2 separate regions of the Triticum aestivum genome follow, and region 2 is linked to region 1. A link is a contact called in public Hi-C data. All regions are on one chromosome and are shown on one strand. The core of a region is the stretch at or near the end of the contact, and the rest is flanking DNA. Distances in the headings are between cores, read along the strand shown. Region 1 holds the start of LOC123097493 (zinc finger protein CONSTANS-LIKE 13). Region 2 holds the start of LOC123097494 (probable esterase D14L).

What was found. A called contact is a pair of places that touch in the nucleus more often than the background predicts.
Region 2: a Hi-C map of leaf shows a contact between it and region 1, with 5 times the contacts expected there. The contact joins the promoter of LOC123097494 here to the promoter of LOC123097493 in region 1. A contact is called at or near these places in 2 of 5 Hi-C or Micro-C datasets (both in leaf).

Annotation. Positions count from the first base shown.
Region 1 is chr4D:288,771,348-288,774,170 of IWGSC CS RefSeq v2.1, reverse strand. LOC123097493 (zinc finger protein CONSTANS-LIKE 13) reads right to left here and starts at 1,414. Exons shown (of 4, transcript XM_044519257.1): 1 at 445-1,414; 2 at 130-354. The coding sequence starts at 972.
Region 2 is chr4D:289,671,895-289,674,717 of IWGSC CS RefSeq v2.1, reverse strand. It overlaps LOC123097494 (probable esterase D14L), which reads right to left and starts at 1,466. Exons shown (of 3, transcript XM_044519261.1): 1 at 961-1,466. The coding sequence starts at 1,331.

The DNA of each region.
Region 1 (2,823 bases), core at 165-2,664:
CAACACATGAGCCAAAATTCTTCTTGGTTGATGAGTAATTGCAGTGGGAGAAAAAATTATCCTGGTTAGGTTCACAGTATTATATCCGTCCAGCATGGGGAAATTTGTGAGATAGACTGAAGTGCGTACCTCATAACTAGGGGTTGGCATGGTTGCAACCTCATGGCTGTTATCTGTGCCGAAATCGCCATTTCCAGTGGTGTGCTGTGACTCTGTCCTGGAAGGCAACAGATGAGCAGCTTGCTCTGCCTCCTCACGAGGTGTTATCTGACCGCCGCCCATGTCGACCTCGGCGAGCTCACGTAACTGCCGTATGACCTCATCGTTGGTCTTTCCATCGGGTGAGTTGTGGATCTTTTGCAGATGAGTTAGAGCTAGGTGTGAGAATTCAGAGCAAGAGCAGAAAACTGGAGAATTTTGGCAGACAGCGAGCATGTCATGTACCTTGGGCGAGGACGGCGTGACGAGGGGCTGGAAGCCATGGCTAGAAGTGGTGGGCACGATGAGATCCTCCAGGCTGAACACCTGGGGCTCCTCCCAAATGGCCCACCAACCGTCGTCGGCTTTGCCGGCCGAGGGCTTGTCGAAGTCGGGGACCCCGAGAAGAGCGGCGAGGTCGTGCGCGGAGGGTCGTCCCGTGTACCCCTGGACTGTGCAGCGGTCGTGCAGCGGCAGCTCGGCGTCCCGGCTCCTCCCGAAGTCGCAGTTGGAGCAGAGGAATTCGGGACCGGCGTGGCGGAAGACGGCCCCGGTTGCGCGGCATGCGGCGCAGAGCGGGGCGCGCAGGTGGCGGGAGCAGACCGCGTTGGCGGCGTGCACGTGGCGGTCGCACGGCAGGCAGAGCCTGGCGCTGTCGGCCCGGCAGTACACCACCGCCTGTGGGCCGCTGCAGTGGTCGCAGGCTACCGCGTCGGCAGAGAGCTCCTTCTCCATGTCCGGCAGCTCTGGATGCTGGCGCTCGTCTTGACCCATGTGATGGACTACTGGAATGGTCACCGGCGGAAAAGAGCTTGGTAGGCGCTGCCACCTACAAGGAGAAGGAGAAGAAGAGGTAGAAGAAGAAGAAGAAGAAGAAGAAGAAGAAGAGATAATGCGTGCATATACGGCTTGCTTGCTTGCGGAAAAAGAAGAAGAAGAAGAAGGTGGGAGAAGAAGCACGAGAAGCGGAGTAAACCGCGAAAGGGATGGTTCGAAAGCGAGGAGGCTGCCTCTGCCTCGTCACTCACTCGCGTAGCTCAGTCCGATATTTCTGTCATGCCTGGATGACTGTGTGCTGTGAGGCCGGCGACGTGGCGGGCTCCGCCGTGCGTGAGGCTGGCCGCGGGCCAGGTGTTGGAGCGGCAGTCTCGTCGCGTCGACACGGACAAAAACGGCTTCTCCATGGTTCGATCGACTGTGGGAGTGGGAGAGAACGAAGGAAAGGAAAGGAAAGGGAAATGGGAAGGGGGGAAGCACGGATGGTGAGGTTGGCCGAGTTGTCTCACGAGATCTTGCAGGTCCAGCCGACAGAAGATGCGGCCGTTGGCGGAAAGGGACCGCTTGGACGGGTCTCGAGCGGAGCATGACGTAACTGCTGAGGTAATGCCAAAGAGTATCGCATCGCTAGCCTTGGCCTTGGAAAGGTCACTTTGGTGGCAAAATTTCATGCTTTGACGCTTTTCACGTAGTTTAGTAGGATCTAATCTCGATATGGAAACATTTCGAGATTTGATCCTTTTGGTTACCGTCGCCGTCCCTGGCGGTAGCATAACACAGGCTACCGCTGCCACGTCTGGCGGTAGGTTCCGTTAACGGCCGTTTAGCCGTTAATGAGCGTTGACGTAAGCTAATCATTGACATGCGATCTTTAGTCTCGATCCACAGAGGCAGAACTATCATCGGGAGTCTGGTGTCGCTTGAAGCTACGTCGGTATTTCCCAAAAAGAAATGGATGATGCAGCACAGCGGCGGTAGGTATTTCCCTTAGAAATTAAACCAATGTTATCGAACCAGTAGGAGAACCAATCAATTAACAGCCCCTTCATACTGATACGTCTCCAACGTATCTACTTTTTCTCACGCTTTTCCTTTTGTTTTGGACTCTAATTTGCATGTTTTGAAGGAAACTAACCCTGGACTGACGTTGTTTTCAGCAGAACTATGATGGTGTTGTTTTTGTGCAGAAATAAAAGTTCTCAGAATGGAACGAAACTTTGCGAGGATTTTTTATATAATAAGAATTTCTGGAGCCAAGACCTGCCGGAGATGGGCACCTGGATGGGCACAACCTACCAGGGCGCGCCCCCTCTCCTGGCGTGCCCAGGTGGGTTGTACCACCTGATGGCCCCACTGACGACCCCCCTGATACTATAAAATCACATATTTCCAGGAAAAAATTAGGGAGAAAGAATTATCGCGATCCACGAGACGGAGCCGCCGCTAAGCCCTATTCTTCCTCGGGAGGGCAGATCTGGAGTCCGTTTGAGGCTCCAGAGTGGGGTATCTTCGTTCTTCGTCATGACCAACCCATCTCCATCGCCAATTCCATGATGCTCCCCACGGGGAGTGAGTAATTCCTTCGTAGGCTCGCTGGTCGGTGAGGAGTTGGATGAGATTCATCATGTAATCGAGTTAGTTTTGTTAGGGCCTGATCCCTAGTATCCACTATATTCTTAGATTGATGTTGCTGTGACTTTGCCATGCTTAATGCTTGTCACTATCGGCCCGGGTGCCATGAACTCAGATCTGAACCGTTTATGAATTCATCATTATATCCATGTTTTAGATCCGATCTTGCAAGCTACAGTCACCTACTACGGTTATAATCCGACAACCCCGGAGTGA
Region 2 (2,823 bases), core at 217-2,716, 900 kb before region 1:
ATCATTGACCCATTAAAAATCTTGAATCAGATCCAAAATAGAATACTTTAACTGAATGAGACAGCTAGTTGAGAAGTCGTTCACCCGGTCAGAATCGTGAACCAATCGAAAACTGAACACCACAATTGAATTGGAGGACTCCAAAATTAAGGAGCATAGTCTATTAGATGGTTAGACTAGCCACAGTGGGGAGTAACTTAGACTAGTAACATGCATATGTTACTACTAGTCAATGTCACTACCTCTATAGTGGAGAGTAACATATTTATGGTGTCATGCAACACTTCATTTATTGTGTTATAGACTCATCTTGTCTTGGTATGTGATGTTACTCATAGTATGAGTAACTAGCTAATTTGCCTCTCTCCTCATTAATTAGTTGCCACATCATCTACTTTACATAGATATATGTGATGTTACCACTCAGAGCAAGTACAATAGAGCTGAGTCAGTTGGTTATAAGAAATAAACTAGTATATTCTTACTTAGTTGGAGGAGAGAGAAGGTAAGCGGGCTCTTGGTGAAGAGTCCGCTCTAGCACATGCTCGTATGCACTTTGTGAGAGTGAAAGGTGGGCCATATAATAAAAAAGTAGTATGCTCTTCTAATCAACTATTGTACATGTTGGCTACAAGATGGGCTATAGATGACATGGCAATGGCTTATAGCCAGCAGTTGGCTATATTATTAACCATGCTCTCATGTTACTCCCACTGTGGGTAGTCCTAGGACCATCAAACAAACAAATAAATAGTTCCAGTGGAAATCGAAGACATCTATCCATTTATAATCCTCCTTTAATAGGATTAAGGGATCCTCCAGTTGGAAATGATAACAAAAACGCATATTAAGTCATTAGAAGGAATAAGAATCTTGTGCCGACCTTCTGTAATAGTCTACCTAGTGGGAATTAAACGAATTAAGCAGCTACTTAGAAAGTGAGGCAACGTTGCTGCGTACCTGGGAGAAGCGGAGAGGAGTACGAGCTTGGAGAAGAGGTCGGGACGGGAGATGGAGGCGAGCACGCCGATTACGGCGGAGACGGAGTGGCCGACGTAGATGCAGGAGGCCATCCCGAGCTCCTCCAGGATGGCGAGCAGATCGAGCGCATATCCCTCGAGCGTGGCGTAGCGGGAAAAATCGAAGTAGTCTGGGTTGGTCGGCCCGGCGCCCATGGTGTCGAAGAGGACGACGCGGTAGTCAGCGACGAGGTGCGGCACCAGGTGCTTCCACACCGACTGGTCCGTGCCGAAGCCGTGCGCAAGAACGATCACTCCGCGCTTCCCCTCCCCGACAACCCGCAGGTTGTGTGCCTCCTCCACGATCCCCATGGATTTGATTGACTTCGCTTTCTCGTCTCCTCTTCTTTGACGGGATGAGAGGGAGGGGAGTGGGCGGCAGCTGGAGATGCACGAGTGGCGGGGGTTCCAAGGCTAAAGGCGGGCGCCGGGCTGGACCGCACTCCGCTGGTAGAAGGAAGGAATGGGAATGGGACCGACGCTGCTGCACAACAGGCTAGCAGTTTGCACTAGCCGGCGTAAAAGGCGCATTAGTTGTTGAACGTGACATATTTATATTAACTTTTTTATAATCTCTAGTATAGTTTGACTCCTAAAGATATGATAAGATTAGTTTTCTTGTCACGTAAGACATCTCGCGTATATATTATGACCAACTCCGTGGAATAAAATTAAGCTGCATGCCATATCTTTTCTACATGGTATCAGTTTTCATCGCGTTCTCCCTCGCTTCCGCTCCACGCAGCCGCCGTTGCCACCCCTCCCAAACCCTAGCGCTGCCGCCGCTACTTCCTCTGTAGCCGTCGCCGCCTCCTCCTTCCAAACCCTACGCCGCTGCCGCTACTCCTTCCCTCCCATAGCCGCCGCCGCCTCCCCCAAACCCTACATTGCTGCCGCTGCTCCCTCCCGTAGCCGCCGCCGCCTCCCCCAAACCCTACATCGCTTCATCGGAAGGGCAGCTCGTGATGTTCTTCCTTTTCCTTTTGAGCACCTTTTCCTTTTCCTCCGGAGTATGACCTATGTATAACATTCTACGTTATGACCTCCGGTAGTCACAAAATTTTGAGCGCCTTTTCCTTTTCATGTAAATCAGCGGCTCATACTTGTCATGCTTGTCGTATCGGAAAACACGTTCATTTGCCGTTTTCTTCATCTACATCAATTGCCACTTTTCCATTTGATGGTATCCATTGTGATGTTTGGACATCTCCAGTGCCTAGCAATTCGGGCTTATCATATTATCTTGTGATTTTAGATGATTTTTCTGACTTCACTTGGACTTTTCCGCTACGTCGTAAATCCGATGTCGCCTCCACCCTTCACTCCTTTTATGCTTACGTCCACACCCACTTTCATCGCACCATTGCTCACCTTCAAACGGATAACGGAAAAGAGTTTGATAATCTCGCCATTCGACATCTTCTATCCACCCATGGCACCATCTTTCGTCTCACATGTCCATATACATCCCAACAAAACGGTCGAGTTGAACGTGTCCTCCGCACTCTCAATGAGAGTGTTCGTGCGTTGCTTTTCCATGCACACATGCCCGCACGGTACTGGCCAGATGCCCTCGCTACTGCCACGCTTCTCCTTAACATCCGGCCTTGCAAACCACGATGGAGCTATACACCTCATCATCTCTTGTTCGGGTCTCCTCCATCCTATGACGATCTTCACGTCTTCGGTTGCTTATGCTACCCTAACATTACCGCCACTGCTCCACACAAACTTGCACCTCAGTCTCTCGCTTGTGTGTTTCTTGGCTACCAACCCAACACCAAAGGCTTTCGCTCCTACGACC